Regions from separate parts of the Macaca mulatta genome. Here region 2 is linked to region 1. The links are chromatin contacts, called in public Hi-C maps. All regions are on one chromosome and are shown on one strand. Each heading gives the region's core, a stretch centred on a gene start, on an enhancer-like site or on the middle of the called end of the contact. The rest is flanking DNA. Distances are from core to core; before and after follow the strand shown. Region 1 holds the start of BORA (BORA aurora kinase A activator). Region 2 holds the start of DIS3 (DIS3 homolog, exosome endoribonuclease and 3'-5' exoribonuclease).

What was found. A called contact is a pair of places that touch in the nucleus more often than the background predicts.
Region 2: a contact with region 1 is called in a Hi-C map of CD4 T cells, with 3 times the contacts expected there. The contact joins the promoter of DIS3 here to the promoter of BORA in region 1. A contact is called at or near these places in 2 of 14 Hi-C or Micro-C datasets (CD4 T cells and fetal cortex germinal zone).

Annotation. Positions count from the first base shown.
Region 1 is chr17:67,482,137-67,486,792 of T2T-MMU8v2.0, forward strand. It overlaps BORA (BORA aurora kinase A activator), which reads left to right and starts at 1,418. Exons shown (of 11, transcript XM_028837564.2): 1 at 1,418-1,710; 2 at 2,603-2,770. The coding sequence starts at 2,721. MZT1 (mitotic spindle organizing protein 1) reads right to left here and starts at 1,347. Exons shown (of 3, transcript XM_015121179.3): 1 at 1,226-1,347. The coding sequence starts at 1,304.
Region 2 is chr17:67,541,309-67,545,799 of T2T-MMU8v2.0, forward strand. DIS3 (DIS3 homolog, exosome endoribonuclease and 3'-5' exoribonuclease) reads right to left here and starts at 1,375. Exons shown (of 20, transcript XM_077974338.1): 1 at 1,024-1,375; 2 at 265-422. The coding sequence starts at 1,251. PIBF1 (progesterone immunomodulatory binding factor 1) reads left to right here and starts at 1,553. Exons shown (of 16, transcript XM_077974345.1): 1 at 1,553-1,771; 2 at 2,854-3,152. The coding sequence starts at 2,901.

The DNA.
Region 1 (4,656 bases), core at 168-2,667:
AGCGGGCACCTGTAATACCAGCTACTCTGGAGGCTGAGGGTGGGAAGAGTTGCCTGAACACAGGAGGCGGAGGTTGCAGTGAGCTGAGGTTGCGCCACTGCACTCCAGCCTGGGCAACCACAGCATGACTCCATCTCAAAAAAAAAAAAAAAAAAAAAAGCCTACAGTGAAGGAGAAAGAGATACAGGAGTTAGAATTTCATAGGGTTATCTTTTAACAGAGAGGGAAGCTGACTTAAGTAGCCTCTGGAAAACGTCTAGGCCCACTGCAAATGACATTTAACATCGATCAAACACTCATAATACAGGTGGATGTGAGTAAAAAGGAGACAAAGGAGACTACAAGAGAGATGACATCGGAAATAATATAAAAATAATTGATCATCTTTGATATATTTTTACATGGTTGTCTTATTTAAATATTCACAACTCTTGGAGGCAGGATTTTATTTTAAACAAACAGGCTCAATGTTTAAGTATCTAGTCCAAGCTCACCACAGGGTTATAAAGTGGCATTAGAGAGTAGAGAGAAGGTAATCGGCAAGACACTAATTTCGTGTTCTGCAACGCTTGTGTAGGCTCCAGAGCTTGTGTAGGCTCCAGGGCCGAAAACAGGCGACACCCATAGCACTTGGGCACTGGCGTCACCCGCTTCAAGAGGAAACTAGGATAATTCTGACGAAGGGGGGAACTTAATCATTCGCAGGATATTAAAGGCCGCCTACTTAAGTGCGAAGAACACGAGGCATAGCGGTGACCAAACACCTGGCCCCTGTCCCCGCCAGGATCCCAACCTTGGGGATCCCAACCTTGGGGACCCCCGAAGCGCCCTGCGCGGGAATCCGGTGGGACGCGGCGCGCAGGAGGGAACGGGTGTACTGGGTGGGGTGGGCGTGGCGCTGTCACCGCAGGAGATCGGGCGGGTAGGGCGGACCTGGGACGCGGGATAGAAGGGGCGCGGCATTCGCGCGAGAAGGACGCGGTGCGCAACCGGCTGACTAGGGGGCCGCAACGTCTGGCGCGCGCGACAAACTACGCAGCGGCGGAGACAACTCTCAAGGGATAGGGCCATCAGTCCTGCGGCCCTGGCAGGTCCCTTCCAAAGATCTTCGAAGATGCCGTTTGGGGCACGAAGGGGACCTGAAGTCCTCCCCAGGCTCAGCTCCGCCTGGGGGCCTTGGCTCTGGGAAGGCAGGCAACGTAAAAGGAGCGCAACTGACACTCACCGTCCATGGTCTCCCGCACCGCATTCAGATTCGCCGCCGCGGCCGCCGCCGCCCCCCCAGCGCCGCTGCTACTCGCCATGGCTAAGGCCGAGGGAGGCGGGAGAAGGGCCTGACCCGGAACTGGAGCGCCTTCCTCTCTCCCGGGCAATCACACGGCGCGTCTCCGCTCACGCCGGGCAGGCTCCGCCCCTCGCGCTCGCCGCCGGCGTGAGGCTGCGTTGATTTGAATTTGGAGCCTCGTTCCTCTGCGCGGAACGTGGAGCCAGGAGTTGCTATTCGAATTTTCTACGCGGCCTCCGTGCAATTGGTTGGTTCGCGGATGGCGGGACGACGCGATTGGCCAGTCGCTCACAAGCCCCGTGCCCTGGTTGGCCCAAGACAGCGCGGAAGCGGGGAGTTAAAGAGTCTGTGCCTGACGTGGAAGCTGGCTTGGCCCCCGGGAGCTCCCTGTAGTCGGTATTGGGGGCTTCGTTTTCTACGCACCGGTAGGTAGGTTTTTTATGGTCCCTGACCTTTCCTCCTGTCCGAATGGAGAGGTTTCTTTTCCCAGCTCCTGACTTGCCTGCCCGCTGGCCCCTGGTGAATGGGAGCAGTCAGGGAGTAGGTGTGGAAGACAGGGGCACCAGAAAGAGTGGCCACGTAGGGTGGGGGGCGACGCCTCCTCGGCGCTCCGTCCGAGGAAGCCGGCTGCATCTCAACCTTACAGAAGTAGACTCTTCTCCACCCCACCCCGCCAAGTTGTAGCCTCCTTTGATTGGAAATAATGCAGAGTCGCTTTCTATCCTGGGAGGGGTGAGGGGGAGGTCTTGGCGAAAGGAGGATTTTTGGAGGAAAGGGGATTCAAGGCAGTTAATTTCCTAGCCCCTGTCAATCATACTTCTCTGGCTAGGACTCATGTGTAAGAAAGGCACAAGCTTCTGCATCTCTTACCTGCTTGCTACAAAGAATTGTTTAATAGCAACTGTAGTTGGATGGGGTATCCGAAGAATGTTCATAGTGTTGAGACGTGAGATGATGAATTTTAAAAAAATTGTAGCTATAAGTCCTTTAGTTGAGAAGAGATTTGTGCCTGTTGTAACCTTTAGATCTGAATTCATATTTGATTGCTGCGTATAAGCCACTTCACTTCTCTGAGCTTGTTAATTCTTTCACAGAATAATATCACTAATAACTTACTGCTATAGCTTTCAAGGTTATTTCGAGGATCAGTTGAGAACATTTATATGTGATACTTTTTTCATAAGCTGTATCATAGCCCCAAGAGTGTTAGGTTTTGAGTTGTTTTTGTGACACATTTGTCGAATACATTTTAATAGGTAAAATTAATATCTATGGGACTTTGTAATTTTAACATATGTACTCTTGATTTCTCTTTAGTTTTCTCTCTGTGCTATGGGAGATGTCAAGGAATCTAAAATGCAAATAACACCAGAAACTCCAGGAAGGATCCCTGTTTTAAATCCTTTTGAAAGTCCTAGTGATTATTCTAATCTCCATGAACAAACTCTCGCCAGTCCTTCTGTTTTTAAATCAACAAAATTACCAGTAAGTTATTCCTGACTAGTGTTTACAACTAATTTTAAATGTAAATAATTACAAATAATTTTAAATGTAAACATCTGTCTTTACAAGGTAAGGAGGAAATACATGATGGAGCATATATAACTGCAATGTACTTTTAAAAATTGTAGTGTTCATTATAATCTAGTGGTTAGGTTAATAAGTTAGCTAGAAGTTTTTTTTTTTTTTAAGTTCAAGAACAACATATGTTAGCTTCCTGCAGTTGTGGGTGTAGCTACATTCTGTGGTTGATGATATAGCTGCTAATACGTTAGAGAAGAAGCTGCATCATCTAATATTCTGTTCTCACTTACCTGGCAAACATTATTTGAGTGTTGCTATGTGTCAGATACAATGCTAAGCAGGGATTACGCTGTGAACAAGTTAGGATCATTAGGCACAAATCCTTAAGGAGGTTATACTCCAATGTAGGAGTCACAAACTTTCTGTTAGGGGCCAGACAGTAAATATTTAAGCTTTACTGATCATTTGATCTCTGTCACAACTACTCACTTCTGTCTTGAATCACAAAAGCAGCCATAGGCAATGTGTAAAGAGATAAATGTTACTCTGTTCCAATACAGCTTTATTTATGGACACATTTGAATTTCATATAATTTTCACATGTCACAAGATTTTTTTTTTGTTTTTTTCTCCAACCATTTAAAACTGTCAAAATAATTCTTAGCTTGCAATCTATTATAAAAAGAAACTAACCCCTATTTTAATGTGTTAGACTAGACTATTACTCATCTAATACTAGACGAGTAATATCAGGACAGTGTGATAGGTGATTAGTGCTTAGCACAATAGTAATATGAAGGAAAAGTGTTTTTCGGGATATTAGAAAAGGCTTCATCACTTTATCTTTTTTTTTTTTTTTTGGTAGAGATGGGATTTCACCATGTTGGCCAGGCTGATCTCGAACTCCTGGCCTCATGTGATCCACCCACCTCAGCCTCCCAAAGTGCTGGGATTACAGGCATGAGCCACCGTGCCCGGGTCACTTTATCTTATTTTACTGTTACTTGCTACACTGGATAAGTTCTTTTGACCTTGGATCTTTCAACCTACCAAGTTACTTAGAAAAACTGCAAATAGGGTGGCTGTTTCTGCTACACTTTCGTATAAGTTTTACAATGAGCAGGTATGTACTAGTGGAAGGTCGAGCAGTTTATATTGAGTCATTTCATCAATCTGACCTTATGATTTCTAATTGAATCATATTAAAATTTATCTCTTGGTCTTACTAACAATAAATAATAGATTTACGGCAGCTTAATTCTCAAAGTTGGAATGTATGGCATCTTGCATTTTTAGGACTGAATTTGCCTAGAATATATTTCTAATTACAGATTAGGATTTGGATAAACCTTTGATTCAGTTGGATGGTTGAGTACAGAAAGGCAGCACTGGTTGCCATTCATAATTATTTTAAGAATCAACTATGTTATGAGCTTTTGCAGCCATCTCCAAAGTGACTAAGGACTTTGTTTAATTCCAGTTCCTTCTTAGTGAAAGTAAAGATTTTTGATAACTGTAAGAGATTTTTAGTTTTATATGGGCTTAGTGTATCACACTGATGAGTGTTAATTATGAAAGTTTTGTATCTTCATTACTCTGTTGTGATTTTTTCTAGTATTATGTAATTCCAACCCAGGTGGAATATTTTGTTATTTTAAAAGACATACAGACTGGGTGCTGTGGCTCATGCTGTAATCCCAGCACTACCAAGGTGGGCTGATGACTTGAAGTCAGGAGTTTGAGACCAGCCTGGCCAACATGTTGAAATCCTGTCTCTACTGAAAAAAAAAACCCAAAAATTAGCTGGGCATGGTGGCGGGCGCCTGTAATCGCAGCTACTCAGGAGG
Region 2 (4,491 bases), core at 125-2,624, 59 kb after region 1:
AAAATGAAAACATTTTGGAAATAAAATTACCTACTGTAGTCTAGGAGTCAGCAGGCCTTGGTTTTAGGCTTGAGCCCATCAATGCCTGTGTGACCTTAGAGATTCACTTAGCATTATCTTCTGCACAGCGATGTAAGAATCAAATAGGGTATGAAATCTATCACTTATCTACTGACAATGTCACAAATTACTCACAGGAACCCTCTTTCCAATTTAGCTAATTCTGTGGTTTCCTGATATTTAACTTAGCAATATTCCTCCTACCTATGGTGCTCATTAGTGAAAGTATAGAAATGCTTCTCTTGGTTATTAGTCACATCTCGGATACGTTTATACACGGGGGCACTGCGATTTCTCACTTCTTGAAGAACTGTTTGTAGCACAATTACATTCCTGATGGCAGGGTCCTCAAGAACATCAATCTTAAAAAAAAGAAAGTAAGTTAATTTTTCCTATATTCATTTGTAAGTAGTTTCTGTCAAACACAAAATCCCGTTTTATGTTGGGCATAAATACTTTATGTTTTAAATACACTGAATAAGTTAAGCCAAGAAGCTATTTGGCTATAGAAAACAATAGTCACTAAATCCTTCAGATCTATTTAAAAAGCACACTTAAACAGACCAATCCAAGACTTCGTAGAATTAAGGGTATTAATAAAGAAATACGTTGGCTCACATAGTTTTTGTTCGTAGGCACTTACAAGCTGCCTGGGAGTCGCAGGCTGGAGGCCACAGAAGCCCAGGTCCCCAGCCTCCAGGCACTTACAATCTAAGGCAGAAGAGACACCAGGAGTTAGAAAAATAACGTGTCTAAAATACGACTCCAAGAACTACATTTTTTAAAGCACAAGGAAAAGAACCTCGGCCTGCGGAACAGGCAGCTTGGGTCCCCAGGGGGTTTCCCTTCCCCTAGATCTGAGACACTGCCAAAGACCCTCCTCCCTGAGCCTCAGTTTCCCTACGTGTCATATCCCCTTGTCCCGGTGGGGCCTCGCTGTCCGCGGTTCGCCCGCCCACGCACCTGGTGCAGTAACACATTAGTGTCAGGCAGCAAGTAGTGCGGCTGCGGGCAGAGGCTGCTCGCCGGGTCCTGGGGCTGCGGCTCCAGGGCCGGCCCCTCGTGCGCCCCGCCACACGCTGCGCACCCGGACGCACCGCAGCCGATGTCGTCTCGCAGGTAGTGCTCGCGCACGATCTTCATCACGCCGCCCGCCCGGGTCTTTTTTAAGAACGTCTTGGACTTGAGCATCTTGCCTCGCCGCGCAGAATCCTAACCCCAGCAGTGCTCTTCCAGCAAAAGGCTTCAAGCTAGGACACAACTATGCCTCATCCAGAAGTCCTCTCTTTTCCGTTCCTGGATATTAGTAACACTTCTCGCGGGAAATGTCGAGACAAAAGTTGATTGGCTCTCTGACGGCCGCGATTGGGCGAAAGTGAGGAGGGGCGACAAAGCAAGGCGAGGAGCCATTTCCGCCCGTAGCCTAGGCGGGGCTCGCTTCTGGACTCCACCTCCCATCGTGTATTGCTTTCCGCGCCTCGGAACATCCGGGAGAGCTGACTTCCGGCGGCTTGTGGGAGTGCTGCTTCTATCGTCCTTACGGGTGCGGAGATGGTTGTCTTGGTTACTGGTCCTAACGGTCCCCTGTCCTGAAATCCCTTGTTGAGGGCCTGCAACCTTGAGCTTCCGACTGGAGACGCCTTTGGTCCCTCGAAGTATCTGCACTGGCCGCTGGTCAAGCGTTCAGTGTGGAGTAATTGACTCTTTCGAGGTAACTAGCGACTATCATCCCTTTGCCGCGTGGGGCAAGGAATCCCCCGACCTGCCAAGTTTGGGGCTTAATTTTCGCGCTGAGTGTGTAGGCAGTCCCCGTTTCGGGTCCTTTGTAATCGAGGAGACGATTTGCCTTTGAATTCACTTTTTCTTACCCATTTCCCTTCAAAAAGGAGGGAGGCCGATCTTAGTATAGTTCTCGCTGTTTCCACTCCATACACCTTTCCTTATCATTCAGTTTAGAAAAACTGAAATATTTAATAGCATAATTTGTTATATCATGAGGTATTAAAACAAGGTAGTTGCTAACATTCTTATGAAAGAGTAAGAAGTTATATTTAGAATTTCTTTAACTTTTGTTATACCCTGTTGTTTTCATTCTGCTATCTATAAAAAATGTTTTTGTCTCCCTGTTTTCCCTATTTAAAAAACTTTCAGTGATGACTCATTGCCTATAGAATAAAATCCAACCATATTTTGACATTATGAGGCCCTCCAGTCTTGATCGTTGAGGGTGTGTGTGTGTGTGTGTGTGTGTGTGTGTGTGTGTTTGTTTTGGGGGTGGGGGGCAATGGAAGGAGTAACTATTCCAAGACTTGGCTTTATTTTTTTACTTCCACTCACGTATCGTTAATAACTGCATGATTTCTCCTCTTTACTATGCCTGTCCAAGTCTTTCAAGAGTCTAAGTGCTACCTCCGTGTAACCTTTCCCTGACCAACTCAGTCGTGATTTCTGTTATCTTTGAGCATGTGTTGCTCTTAGTAGTGCCATTCTTGATTATAATGGGCTTTTTTCTTCATCTTGTACATTTCTTTGTTTCGTCCAAATAAGATTCCTCCCCCCAGGAACTGTTGTTTTTTGTTTGTTTGTTTTGTTTCTTTAAAGTTCCTCGAAGACTGAGTTCGTAGTAGGAATTAATGTGTTTGATTTGAGCACTAACTTGCTGCAATAATCTGTTCTAGATTAGGGGTGCACTAAATTGCCTAATATTTATTTAAGGAACCCTTAGTCTCTCTTCAATACCGTCCATGATTTCTGCAGTTAATTTTTAAATTAATGTTGTTTTTTAACCTACAGAATACTAAAATCGAATTAGAGAAGAAAACTGATCCATAATAATAAAAATGTCTCGAAAAATTTCAAAGGAGTCAAAAAAAGTGAACATCTCTAGTTCTCTAGAATCTGAAGATATTAGTTTAGAAACAACAGTTCCTACGGACGATATTTCCTCATCAGAAGAGCGAGAGGGTAAAGTCAAAATCACCAGGCAGCTAATTGAACGAAAAGAACTACTTCATAATATTCAGTTACTAAAAATTGAGCTATCCCAGAAAACTATGATGATCGACAATTTGAAAGTGGATTATCTTACAAAGGTAAGATCAGGTTTAAATTTTGTTTTCTGTATGCTTTATTGTCTTCAAATGGCAGGTAAATAAGAATTAAATACATACACACATTATCTGAACTTGAAATGATACATTTATATTTCTTGACAAGTATAGCCTTTAAATAATTTTGGTGTTCATAGAAGTAGAGAATAGAATGGTGGTTACCAAGGGCTGATGTGGTTGGGGTAAAGGAGGATTGGGGAGATGTTGGTCAAAGGATACATTATTACAGTTGAATAGGAGGAATACATTCAAGAGATCTATTGTGCAGCGTGGTGACTATAGTTAATGACATTGTAATCTTAACACATCAGATGTTAAGTGTTCTCATTACTAAAATAACTATGTGAGGTAGAACATTTGTTAATTAGCTAGAGTTAACCATTTCACAATGTACATATATTTCAAAACATTATGTTGTACCTGACAAATACAGTTTTATCTGTCAGTTGGATCACCTGAGGTCAGCAGTTTGAGACCAACCTGGCCAACATTGTGAAACCCCAGCTCTACTGAAAAAAAAAAAAAAGCCAGCCGTGATGGCAGGTGCCTGTAATCCCAGCTGCTCAGGAGTCTTGAGGCGGGAGGCTGAGGCAGGAGAATCGCTTGAGCCCAGGAGGTGGAGTTTGCAGTGAGCCACGATCGCGCCGCTGCACTTCAGCCTGGGCAACAGAGCAAGACTATCTCAAAAACTAATAATAATAATAATAATTGGAGGCCAGGTGCAGTGGCCAACACCGGTAATCCCAGCACTTTGGATGCTGAGGCCAGTGGATTGCTGTCAAGCTCAGGAGTTCGAGACCACCCTGGGCAACATGGTAGACCACCTTGCTACTAAAAAAATAAAATAAAATAAAATAAAATAAAATAGCCCTGCGTGGTGGTGCTCCACCTATGGGTCCCGCTACTCCCGAGGCTGAGGCAGGAGAATCACTTGAATCCAGGGGCAGAGATTACAGTGAGCTGAGGTCGTGTCACTGCACTCCAGCCTGAGTGACAGAGCAAGACCCTAGCTCAAAATGATAATAATTTGAATATTGAAATATGGAGTGATTTAAAGGTAGATATGGATTAATTACTTTTGTAGACTCAGTTTTAAAAATCTAGCACATATGAGGTATATTTTCTCTTTTTTTTTTTTTTTTTGAGACAGTCTTGCTCTGTCGCCCAGGCTGGAGTGCAGTGGCGCAATCTGGGCTCATTGCAACCTCTGCCTCTTGGGTTCAAGCAATTCTCCTGCCTCAGCCTCCCACATAGCTGGGATTACAGGTGCTCACCACCACGCCCGGGTAATTTTTTTTGTATTTTTAGTAGGGATGGAGTT